Regions from separate parts of the Mus musculus genome. Here region 2 is linked to region 1. The links are chromatin contacts, called in public Hi-C maps. All regions are on one chromosome and are shown on one strand. Each heading gives the region's core, a stretch centred on a gene start, on an enhancer-like site or on the middle of the called end of the contact. The rest is flanking DNA. Distances are from core to core; before and after follow the strand shown.

The links. A called contact is a pair of places that touch in the nucleus more often than the background predicts.
Region 2: a Hi-C map of the G1E-ER4 cell line shows a contact between it and region 1, with 4 times the contacts expected there. The contact joins two enhancer-like sites. A contact is called at or near these places in 5 of 484 Hi-C or Micro-C datasets (the G1E-ER4 cell line, cortical neurons and embryonic fibroblasts) and 1 of 9 other capture datasets (embryonic stem cells).

The regions. Positions count from the first base shown.
Region 1 is chr7:131,420,322-131,426,504 of GRCm38.p6, reverse strand. It overlaps Acadsb (acyl-Coenzyme A dehydrogenase, short/branched chain), which reads right to left. Exons shown (of 11, transcript NM_025826.4): 2 at 1,874-2,033; 3 at 630-730. Among named protein-coding and RNA genes, the nearest start is that of Acadsb, 13 kb to the right of the region's middle. Within about 2 kb of position 1,379, at least 11 of the 459 cell types and tissues checked have an H3K27ac peak or open chromatin away from gene starts, as enhancers often do. A contact at or near this core is called in the G1E-ER4 cell line, where this site is marked.
Region 2 is chr7:132,638,255-132,644,148 of GRCm38.p6, reverse strand. It overlaps Lhpp (phospholysine phosphohistidine inorganic pyrophosphate phosphatase), which reads right to left. Exons shown (of 7, transcript NM_029609.1): 4 at 2,562-2,625; 5 at 1,570-1,662. Among named protein-coding and RNA genes, the nearest start is that of Lhpp, 31 kb to the right of the region's middle. Within about 2 kb of position 2,843, at least 17 of the 459 cell types and tissues checked have an H3K27ac peak or open chromatin away from gene starts, as enhancers often do. A contact at or near this core is called in the G1E-ER4 cell line, where this site is marked.

The sequences.
Region 1 (6,183 bases), core at 130-2,629:
CTAGTCAGCTCTTAGGTGAGCTTGCCTGTGTGTGTGCTGTAGGATGGTCAGTCTGTGTGGCCTGTAGTGTTTGACGGAGCTAGTCAGCTCTTAGGTGAGCTTCCCTGTGTGTGTGCTGTAGGATGGTCAGTCTGTAGCGCCCAGGCTTCTTCCCACCAGGTGCTAGTGGCCTTCTCCTTCACAACACTGCCAATTTAAAATGTCAATCCAGTTAGAAATCTTTAACTGTATAAAATCAACTAAGACCTTAACAGAGAAGAAACACAGATACTTTGGACTAGGAATGAGGAATTCACTAAGGTTATTATAATCCCTCAATTGAAAAGTTTGCATATATTTTAATATACAAGATGTATTTAAAAGTAGTTGGCCAACACAAAATGGACTCTGCTTTTTGTGTACTTTTTTTTGGTTTGGGTATTTTTGTCTTGTTTATTTTGAATTTTTTTTTCTTTTCTTTTCTTTTTTTTTTGAGAAAGAGAAACAGAGAGACAGAGAAAATGAAATTGGGTGGGTAGAGAGGTGGGAGAAGACAGGAGAGGGGTAGAGGAGGCAAAAGGATATAATAAAATATATTTTATAAGGATTTAAATAACAAAAGCTTGAAAGCAGAATTAAGGAACACGTACCCCTTGCTGGAACAATCCCTGGATCACCGATTTCTCCATTTTTGAGTTCTCATCCATAGAGGAAACCAGAGGAGCAACGTGCTCCTGTGCAAATTTTTTGACTGTGGGAAAAAGAATTGCTGATGAGTTTATGTTTAAATAGATAGAGTGGATATTTTTAAGTTAAGAAAGAAATAGTTCATTAACAGTTTGCTGATAAACATTTTTAATCAATAAAACACACATGACTATATTTAGGTTTTCAAGATACAAATTAAAATTTCCTTCTATAAATACAGAAAGGCCATCCCCTAACCTGCTTTGAAGCAAAAATGTAAAATACGATGGAAGGCATAAAATGAAAAATGAAAGCCTTATTCTCCTATCTTGGATTTAGAGTTCATCTCCCCAAAGGTAACTGATTTTAAACCTATGTGTTCCTTCTGAAAGCTTCTCTCCAAAGTGCATCTCTGCCCACACGCTCTACCTGCCGGCTTTCTTCTAGTACACAAAGCAACCTACGACTCACATTCAACCTCCTCCCCGCTTCCTCCTCCCATCTTATTCTTTTTGCTAGTTTTTGAGACAGGATTTCACTGTGTAGCCCTTGTTGGCCTGGAACTTCCTGAGATCAGGCTAGCCTTAGCTCACAAAGATCTACTTGCTTCTGGCTTTGCAGTTCTGAGATTAAAGGCATATACCACCATGCCAGATGCCTGCAATCTCCCTGCCTACACCTTATCTTTCTACACCAGCACATCCCATCTAACATGGACCTTTTAACAGCTGCATGACCACACCCAGGAAGGTTTCTCCACCTCGGTCCTAAGAATGCTCTGGGCTGGCAAGCCTTTGTTTCGGAGATGCTTTCCCTGTGCACTGTAGGATGGTTAGTATCATGTCCTGACTCCAGGGCTACAGAAGAGACTGTCAATGAATCAGTTTCTGGGAAGAGAGATGGGCAAACCTTAACCTGTAACCTAACCCTTTATTCTGCTGTTGTTTTTATATTACTTTTTCCAAAATATTATGTGAAAAATCCCATTTATATGACTCTAAATCCTTTGGAGGCTAAGTAAGGTTATTTGAGCCCAGGGGTTAAGGTCATCATGGGCAACACAACAACACCCTGCTTCAAAAATAAACAAATACCCTGAAGCCCCTAAACAGAGCAACCACCGCAGAGATGAGCACATCTCCCGGGCTGATGTGTGCTGTTTCCCACGACCAGAGGGGCAAGAGGGTGAAGTTGAAGGTTTGCTTACCTGTCTGCTTCATCATAATTTCCTCATCAGTAAGTGTCTGCAGAGGTGCAAAGGCTACTGCATTGTTTGTCAGACTGACTAGAGCTTCCGGTTGTGAGGATTTGAGGACACGAGGAGGAATCTTCCAAGGAGACAAGCAGGTTGGGAAGCGTCTTCTCAGCTTTAGGAACAGACCCGATTGCAGAAGACGCATACATAGAGGAAAGCAATTGGGACATTAGTTTCCTTGGGGATAACTCTATCACCCATTCTGATTGATTTATATGTATGTGTGTCTAATCTGTGTGAGTTTATTTATACCACATGCGTGCCAGTGCCAGTGGAAGAGAGATTGTGCCCCTGGAACTGGAAATTTAGATGGTTGTGAGTCATGGTATGGGTGCTGGGAACCAAACCTGGGTCCTCTGCAAGAACAGTCCACATCACTTATTCTTATAGCCTATACCCATATTCTAAAATAAGAGAGGTTAATTTAGTACATTTTAAAATTCACTTTTTTGTTGTTGTTGTTTTTCTGAGACATGGTTTCCTCTGTGTAATAGCTCTGGCTGTCCTGGGCTCACTTTGTAGACCAGGCTAGCCTCAAACTCAGAGAGATCTACTTGCCTCTGCCCCCCAAGCACTGGATTTGAAAGTGTGTGTCACCATGCCCCATTAAAGTCATTGTCTTTTAAACACATTGAAAGGTCATTGACTATTGTATGGGGCTCCTTTATCTAGCAATGAGCTATGTAAATAATCAGACCCTCTAATTAAACATTTATTTTTATTCTTTTTAATTTTGTATATGTATGTTGTGTGTATGTAGGTCTGTGCACATGAGGGCCACACAGGCCAGAGGTGTCAGATCCCCCTGGAGCTGGTGTTATGATGTGAGCCAGCTGATGAGGGTGGTGGCAACTGAATTCAGGTCCTCTGAGATGGAAAGCAGTGTGCTCTCTTCCTCTCCTCTCCTCCTCCCTCCAGGGTCTTTATATAAAGCTCAAGCTGTCCTGGAACTCTAGGCAGATCAGTCTGGCCTCAAAACTCAGAGATGCCCCTATCTCTGCCTCCTGGGATTAGGAATGTGTGTCTCTACACCCATCTTCTAGTGCATGTCCTTAACATTAAGCCATATCTCCAGGACTAGCTACCTTTTAACCCATTAGAAAACAAGTTTTTACACTGAACTCATTCTCTAAATACATTTCTCATTTCATTAACTTCTTGGATGACTCCAGTTGTGACTAACCACGACAAGAAGGGGAGACAATGCAGTATAAGGATTAAGGAGACAAGCTTTGGAGTCTAAAGGAACTAGGCTTAAACCTTAACATTGGATATATAATAGCCATACCATTTTGGCCAGTGATTTCATTGTTTTTTTTGGAGGATGTGGTGGTTTGAATAAGAATGGTTCCCCGTAAGCTCATATATTTGAATGCTTAGTCACCAGACAGTGGAACTTATTGGAAGGATTAGGAGGTGTGGCCTTGTTGGAGTGGGTGTGGTCTTGTGAGAGGAAGTATGGCACTAGGGTATGGACTTTGAGGTTTCAAAAGTCCATGTCAGGTCCAGGCTCTCTCTTTCTGCTTGCAGATCAAAATGTAGCTCTCAGCTGCTTCTCCAACTTCACACCTGCCTGCCTGCCTGCCTGCCTGCCTGCCTGCCTGCTTGCCTGCCTGCCTGCTTGCACACCTGCCTGCTTGCATGCCTGCCTGCTACCATGTTTCCTGCCACGATGACAATGGACTAAGCCTCTGGAACTGTACACTAACTGCCAATTCAATGCTTTCTTTTATAACAGTTGTCTTGGTTATGGTATCTCTTCACAACAACAGAACAGTGATTAAGCCAGAGGGGTACAGGTGATTTTTTAAATCTCTCACAATCTTAGTTTCTATAACTATAAAATGCAGGTAATTTCTTGGAGTCTTGTGAGGATTAATAAAACAATCTATATATAAAAGATTTATCACAGTATGACCATTTATCAGGAGCTTAATAAATATTTGTGACTATTTTTACTTATGACTTTGACAATATTTGTGACTATTTCTACTTATGAATTGTGACAAGAACGCTAGGCTAGGAGGAAGGGTGGGGAAGCACATTATTCCCTCTTGATGAGACAGAGAAAAAGTTTCTTACTTGTCTAAGAAAAAGTAAAGAGAACAGGAAAGGAGAAGTGTAAAGGAACTACAGTCAGGAAGGCATGCTGCTAATAGCTGAAGGGAGGCAAGTGCTAGCAGCTGGTTCAAGGAGTGAAGGAAGGATGGGGAGAAGTGGAAATATGGAAGCAGAAGAGAAATAAATACAAGGGCAATTTTGCTCAGTGCTGGTGATGGAGTCTTGGATTGTGCCCTCAATATATAGTCCAAAGAATGAAAGAATGAGCCAACTACCTCCATAAACTGCCTGTGAAACTTGCCTATCCATTTCAAAGCCTGCAATACACCGGCCTACATTTCTCATTTCTAGGAGAGGTTATTTACTTCACTAAGCTCACTACAGAATTCTTTCTGTCTCTTAGTCAATATATCACCTTAGCACCTACGTTGATCTTTAAAAGAAAGCCCACTGCTGAGAAACTTAAGAAGCCAGTGGGTCTTGCAATAATACCTATTTTTCCTGCTGACACAAGTGTAAGCCCCTTAGTCTCAATATTGCCACTGACAAAGCACATGCCAGTTCAACTCACAACAATTACTGCAGATTCAGAGAGGATAACAGAGGCAAATGAAGTTTTAGAAAGTTCAAAATGGCACACAATCATAGGGTAGGTTACTGAAGATGCTAATCACAAAATCTGAAGACTAAATGCTGTGAGTGGAATCCATTTCTAGCCAAAGCATCATAAGAGATTACTTAAGTCTCTTGGTAGATGATACAAAAGGAAAGAAAATCTTTCCTCCTCTTGCCTTTTACTGCACACCCAGGATTTCACTGTTGATTTTTCTAATGTCCCTATGCTTTGGCACTGACCACAGTCATTGCAGTTTTGGTATCCACTCTATCAAAATGATTTTCTGCAGTTATAACCCATTGTATCACATCATCACAGTTTTTTGTTTTTGTTTTTGTTTGTTTTTTTTTTTTGTACAGAACAGCAATTATTACTTGAATGGGATAATGGTTATTTATGCCTTGCCAAATCCTTTCCTTAGTTTCCATATGATCTGTTTCTACTCAGCTGACCAGAGAGTTCTGATGTACTACGGCTAGAAAGATCAAGTCCATGAACTTGGGGAGGGTTGGGGTATTACATATTTATTTCATTAACCTCTAGCAAAAAAAAATACAGCATTAAAAATTATGAATGTGGGCAACACATTTTGGTAATACGAGCAATAAATATGACTCTGCCAAAAGAAATCATAGCCATTTTCATATCACATTGATTTAGTGCTAGTATCTTGAAATATATTTTTGTTCATCATTATGGCAAAATTACAGTGGCTATTAGAATGACTGCCAAGCTCTATTTAAAAGCACACACTGCTCAATCGCATTAAGACATTTTATAACTGTTTCATTATAATTGATTTCCTTTATAACGCTGTATCTTTTATTTTATGCATTTTAAACATTTGGAGGAAAGGTCTATAAACCTTTACTATACTGCCACATATGCTGCACTCAAAGTGCTGAGAAGTTAAGAATGCTTGACTGTGGAATGTTCTGGCAAAACTATTGCCATTCTTGTTACATTCAGCCAATGTGTTAGAGAGGACCACCTTTCCACCATGCTTTGGCATAGTGCAGTGTTATTTTAAATGCTCCTAGAGCGTTTCCTAACTGCATTCACAGTCCAAGAAAGGCAAAGAACACACTACAGAAGTAGTGCTGACTTGCAAAGACTCAGTCAGACTTGCAAAAGGAGTAATTTCTTTTTTTTTAATAATTTATTTTTTAATTAGGTATTTTCTTCATTTACATTTCCAATGCTATCCCTAAAGTCCCCTATACCCTCCCCCCACCCTGCTCCCCTACCCACCCACTCCCACTTCTTGGCCCTGGTGTTCCCCTGAACTGAAGCTTATAAAGTTTGCAAGACCAACTTTTCTCATAAAATATGGTGTTCGAACATGTCACCAGATATTCAAGCTGATCAACAAATCTATTTTTTCCTCTGGTCTCTCTCCTGAGTTCACAACCCTCCTTAACTAGCCCAGATCCCATTGTTGATCTTTGAAAACATGGATTTTACAATACTGGAAACATTCTTACCAATATCTTCTTCTACTAAGCAAACAGACAAACAACAACAACAACAACAACAACAACAACAACAACAACATTTTATACTTCGAAGAATGTAGCTTTCCTTT
Region 2 (5,894 bases), core at 1,594-4,093, 1.2 Mb before region 1:
GCACAAAGCCCAGGTGTGCTCCACATCACACAGACGGAGGTGGGAGGGACATGTTCCCTCCTTCCACCCCATGAGGCCTGTCATCAGGCTTGACTCGAGGTGACTTATTTCACCTTTATCACCCACGGGAGACCAGGTAGTCGTAAGGTGACATTCGTGATGGTTCATCCCTTCTGTTTAGGATTTCCCTGTACGAAGGGGATACTCACTGCTGACCCATTCATGGGGAATAGGCAGGCATCTGAGTGCGGTTCAACCTTTTAGGTACTGTGAATACAGCTGCCATGAACATCACTAAATGGTTTTAGGAGACTGTTTCTGTGGTGGTGGGACTCAAACCTAGGGCTTCATTCTTGCTATCTTCAGACCCTATGAGGTAGTGATGGTGGTTGTCGTCTGAATTCCTGTCCCTGTTATCTGGGCTACAGCCAGGAGCACGATTGCTAAGGCAGACAGTAGACTCATTTAACACTGAAGACCCACCAAAGGCTCCCTCCCAGCAGTGCGGCTAACTCACGGTCCTACCAGCAGAACACGAGGGTTGCAGCTTCACCACATGAACGCTTGCGATCCTCTGTTACTTCTTTCCTTCAGCATCTGTATTAGACGATGCTTTCTGACTTGTGATACTAATGAGCCAGGAGACTGGGCCATCTTTCTATGGACTTTTTAAGTCATTGCCTGGGGCTGTACTACTTTGTGGCTGTGGCTAAAATGCCACGTTTAAAAAGAAATATTGTAATATGAAAGGATACAACAGGTCTGAGATTATTTTAAAAATATGACAGTAAAGCCAGGCCATGGTGGAACAGCCTTTAATTCCAGTACTTGGGAGGCAGAGGCCAGTCTCATCTATAGAGTGAGTTCCAAGATAGCCAGGGCTACACAGAGAAACCCTATCTAAACAAACAAATAACCCACAAAAAAAACCCAAGAGAGTAAAAAATCCGTTCTGGGGCTAGGGAGATGATAGGGCTCACTGGGAAAGGAGCCTGCTGTACACGCACGAGGATCTGAGTTCTAATCCCCAGACCCATGGGAAGGTGGGCACAGCACTACACATCCGTGATGCCAGGAATCCTATGTTGAGATGGGAGGGAGAGACAGGAGAATCCCTGGAAGCTCAATGGTTAGCCACCCTGACATCTGCAGCAGTGAATAAGCTCTCAAAGAGAGAGCAAGGCAAGCACTAACAACCAAGGCTGTCTTCCGCCCTCCACATGCACACTGTGGCACATGTGTGCCTGTGACTTATACACATGTACATGTACACGCACATGGAAAGCAAGGAAGGAAAGCATTAGTATTTTAAAGGACAAAAACAATTCGAAGTGAAGACTCTGTGTGACCCAGTTGTTGGGCTGCATGGTAAGAAACTGTCTCCTTCCTCACGGTGAGAAACGATCGGGGCCAGCAGGATGGTTCAGCGGGTGTTAGCACTTGCTGCTGATCCTGTCAACCTGAGTTTGGTTCCCGGAACCCACACAATCTCATACCCCAAATAAGTATATAAATAAGTAAATGTCGTTTTAAACATGTAAAGAAGAAAGGAAATTCTGCTGTGCCTACCTGGTGGGCTTCCACCCCTATGGCTTGTAGAGCAGACTTGAAGAACTCAGGGGAGGGTTTCCCCACCACTTCAGCCTTGATACCACAGGCATACTGGCAAAGAGAAGACACAGTATGAGTTTCAGATCAGGAACACGGGAGTAGACACACATGGAAAGACTGACCGCCTCATGATGATCAGGATGCCATGGGCCTCAAACCCTCTCACAGGCAAGCGTGTCACAACTCCACAACAGGCTGCTGCCTAGAATGCTTAGGACACCTACCTCCAGCTCTGCCGCCTACTTCAAGAGTGCCCACAGCAAGTGGCATACCTTACCTAGCAGAACCACGAGTCTCCCAAGGGACAGGAGACCAAGGCTCTCATTTGCCTGTTCAGCTACAATCCCATCTCTTGCCTCTCCCTGCTACCCACCTCCAAGTAGATCAAAGGCCCTCCTAAGTGTGTCTAGGATTCAATCCACCCACCTGCTCACCCTTCTCGCCTGGGCACAGGTGGACAGGGGCTGCTACTATTGTGGAGCTGGGACATGGTCTAGCAGGAATCTGGGCAGGGGTAACTGACAGGCCAGTCACAGTGGACTCTGGAGGTCTTGCCACAGAAGGCTTTATAACCTGGAAAGTCATCTCAGGAGAGGAGTTGGGAGGACACACAGCCTGAGGGGTTACAGGGCTGGGAAGGAAGCAGGTGATCTGAAGAGACACTAAAGCCATGAGTCAGAGTGGTGAAGAGCATGCTGGGAAAGAGCACCCAGAGGTTGGCTGGGGGTCAGAGGGATGACACATACATACATAATGACTGTGTGATGATCAAGATAATGGACCCTAACTGCTGCCTGAGGAGAGACCTCCATTACTTCCACAGAGGAGACGGGGGTGTGGCTCAAGCCCCACACAGGATGCTCCACTCAGAAACATGAGAGGCTACTTGTCTATAAAGTACACCATCTTCTCCAGAAAGCCAGGGCCTGGGGCAGCACCAGGGCAGGTACCTCGAGCGCCTTCATGTAACCTCCAACGTCCAGCATCAGGCCAGAGGTCTCCTTGTAATAGCGTCTGCAAGAGAGCACAAGGGAAGGGGGTTCACAGAGAGCCACAGGTGCAGGCCAGTCCCGATGCCATGCTGAGAGTAACCGACAGAGGCCACATGGCAGAAGCAGAGGGCCAGCGGCAGTGGGGCATCATGGGTCATTCAGCCACTAGCCCCCTGCTGCTGGCCTTGTAGGGACCCCTACCACAATGATTAACCAGGAACCCAAGGGGGACAGATGGATCCCGTTACTAACACAGAGGAAGACAAGTGACCCGTGTTTCGGGAAGGGACGGCAGCCCCCCCAGAGCATGTGCTGACTCCCTAATTGCTAATAATTAACCCCTAACTGCTGCCTGAGGAGAGTGCTCCATTAGTTCCACAGCAGCCTGCGACATCCCTATTAGCTGGGGTCAGGCAAGGTGCCAGGTTTCACAGGCACCAGCTGCTTCCTTGAGACAAGAATGTCTTCCCAACCTCCCAGAGACAGCGCAGGCTCAGCTCCTCGGAGGGTTCCTCGGTTTAGCCCCAGTGCTTAGACCCACAGCCCATCCACATCAGACCAAGGCCTCCCTCGAGGTACATAAGAGTCCTAGCTGCAATGTCATCCATTTCTGGGGCTCTCTGAGCAAAGCCACGTGACCAAGGAGGCAAGAAGGTGGCTTAGCCATCACCCTCCAGAGATGAGGTTCACTGAAACCCAGAAAATGGCACAGGAATCCAAGTTCTGAGTTATTAGGGGAGTCTGAGCACCCACGTCAGTCTTCCCTTCCTTCTCCGTCCAGGGGACATTAACTCAGCATGCGAGCTGAGGATCCGAGAACAGGGGATGTAGGCTGTCTTCAATACTGAAATTCCTTCTCTGATTTCTAAAAGTGACTTTGCTCTATGTAAGCCTTTAGACCTCAGCTTCCTCGCCTGTGACATAGTCAAAGCAATCAAAACCACCCATATCTAGGGCAAAGTAACACACTACATAAACAACACCATTCCTTACACAATGCCTAGAACACAAACACCACTCACCAAAAGACTGGAGACGACTACTATAAACAGCTGCTCGTGGAGCTAAGACAGAGGCCCTGAGATAGGAGGCTCAGTGGTAAAATAATACAAGCCCCAGGCCTGGTGGGGTCACTCCTGTAATCCAGCACTCAGGAGGCTGAGGCAGGAAGATTGTGAACTCTAGGTCAGCTGAGGATACATAGCAGATCCGATCTCACGAATGTCTTTTCTTTTTCACCTTTCCATGTGCATGTGCTGGAACACGGTCCAGGAATGGAGTCACGTGAGAACGCTGAGTGCTTGTGAGAAAATGCCAAGAAAACAAGACAAGACTCTATGACCTCAATTTCTTCAAAACATGGAATTATTCTTGGAAAGTGTTTTGTGCTCCTCCCAGGTATAGCGGCTAGGAGTGAGGTTACTTCCAATACTCATTCTTGCTTGCTGTTGTTACTCAATTAGACATTGAAGCCATACTTGATAAGCCTCTATGGAGAATGTATTTTTGCCACGTGTAGCTTGTTCTCATGATTGTATGCAGCTTTCAAACTCATGAAAACGTTACTCATGTGATTTCTCTTAACCCTCAGAGTATAAATTGTCAGATGCTCTGAATAACGTAGGCAATTGCATGTGGCTTTAGTCTGACTCGTTCCCCATCCTCCTAGTCCCACGGTCTCTAGAGCAGTGACATGTATGTGTGGTGCATGTGTGCACACATGCAGAAGCCTGAGGCTACGTGTCAAGCTCCCTGGGCCACTTTTGCACTGTAATTTTGGGGGGAAGTAGTGTCTCAGTCAAACTCAGGGTTTGCTGATAGCACTAGTCTTGCATCAGCCATCCTTCTCTTAGAATATCCCATCTCTACCAGCCTGGAAGTACAGGCAGTCTGCTACACCAGCTGGCATTTATGTGGGTCCAGGGTATCCAAACTCCAACCCTCTTGCTTGCATGCCAACAACCTTAACCACTAAGTCATCTCTGAAGCCCTGAAGAAATTTTCTTAAAAGGCTTCTTGGGGCTGACAAGGTGGCTAAGTGAGTAGAACACTTGCCAAGCAAGCATGAGGACCTTCAGTTCCCCAGAACCCACATGAAGCCAGGCCTGGTAGCATGTGTCTGCAGTCCCAGCACTCCTGCGACAGATGAGAAGCAGAGACAGACAAAGCCCCAGAAACCAGCCTGGCAAACAACAAAGAGACCCTGTCTCAAACATGGTAGAAGATAAAGAGTGATTCCCGAGGTTGTCCTGTGACCTCTACATGCATACACCCTGGCATGAGCACACCTACACTTATAAACAAACATGCAGGTAGGCAGGCAGACACAGGAAGACAGACAGACAGACAGACAGACAGACAGACACACACACACACACACACACACACACACACACCTGTGACCTCAAACATGCTTACCCTGGCACGAGCATGCTTACACTTACTGACACACAGGCAGGCAGCAGGCAGGCAGGCCCGCACGCACATACCCAGGCATTCATGCATGCGTACACACACAGCTTTATTTTTTTTCTATTGTTACAATAAACTATAATGCCTATTTCCTTAGCCAGGTCCAGAGCTTCAAAGAACTGGAGAAGGATAAACAGTATTTGTCCAGCAGAGGGAGCCATTGGTGCTGGAGCTGCACTGTCTGGGTGGCAGGTGGCTTAGTCTCAGTCCAGGACTCTATGAAGGGCTCAGGGACCTGCACGACCTGGGACCTGGCACCTGGCATGCACCCCTGGCTCCCAGCATAGAAGAGATGCAAAAAGACTCACAGAGAAACTGTGAGAGCAAAGATGGTGAGCTGCGCGAGTAAGTGACAGAGAGACAAGCTGTGTCCTGAGGGGAGGCGGCTCACATGGAGCGAGGGGAAGGAGTCCGAAGACCGAGGGAGCACTTTGGGATCACTAGAGCACCTGATGGGCTTCACACTAGGCCACCTCCAAACCCACAGATGGGCCATCTTCCTTGCACACGGGCCCAGAGGCTACAACTCTTGCTCAGAGGAAGCTCCCAGGAGAAGGAGAGGGTGGGCAGAGGTGGGTTGGGCAGAGGACAGAGCAGGGACAGACCTAACTCAGCTCAGAGGCGTTTGCCAGGAAGCAAACAGAAACTTCTACAACACAACTGGAACAGGCGCAGCTGTTTCTCAGCCGAGGATTCTGGGGATTTCCAAGCTGCCCTGGGGACAGATGGATACAGGATCCCGGAGACTGGGTGGATGGAAACAGGCCCCTCTCATTTAGAAACGGCACCCCTAAGGAGTCCTCGAACCACAGCTCTGCT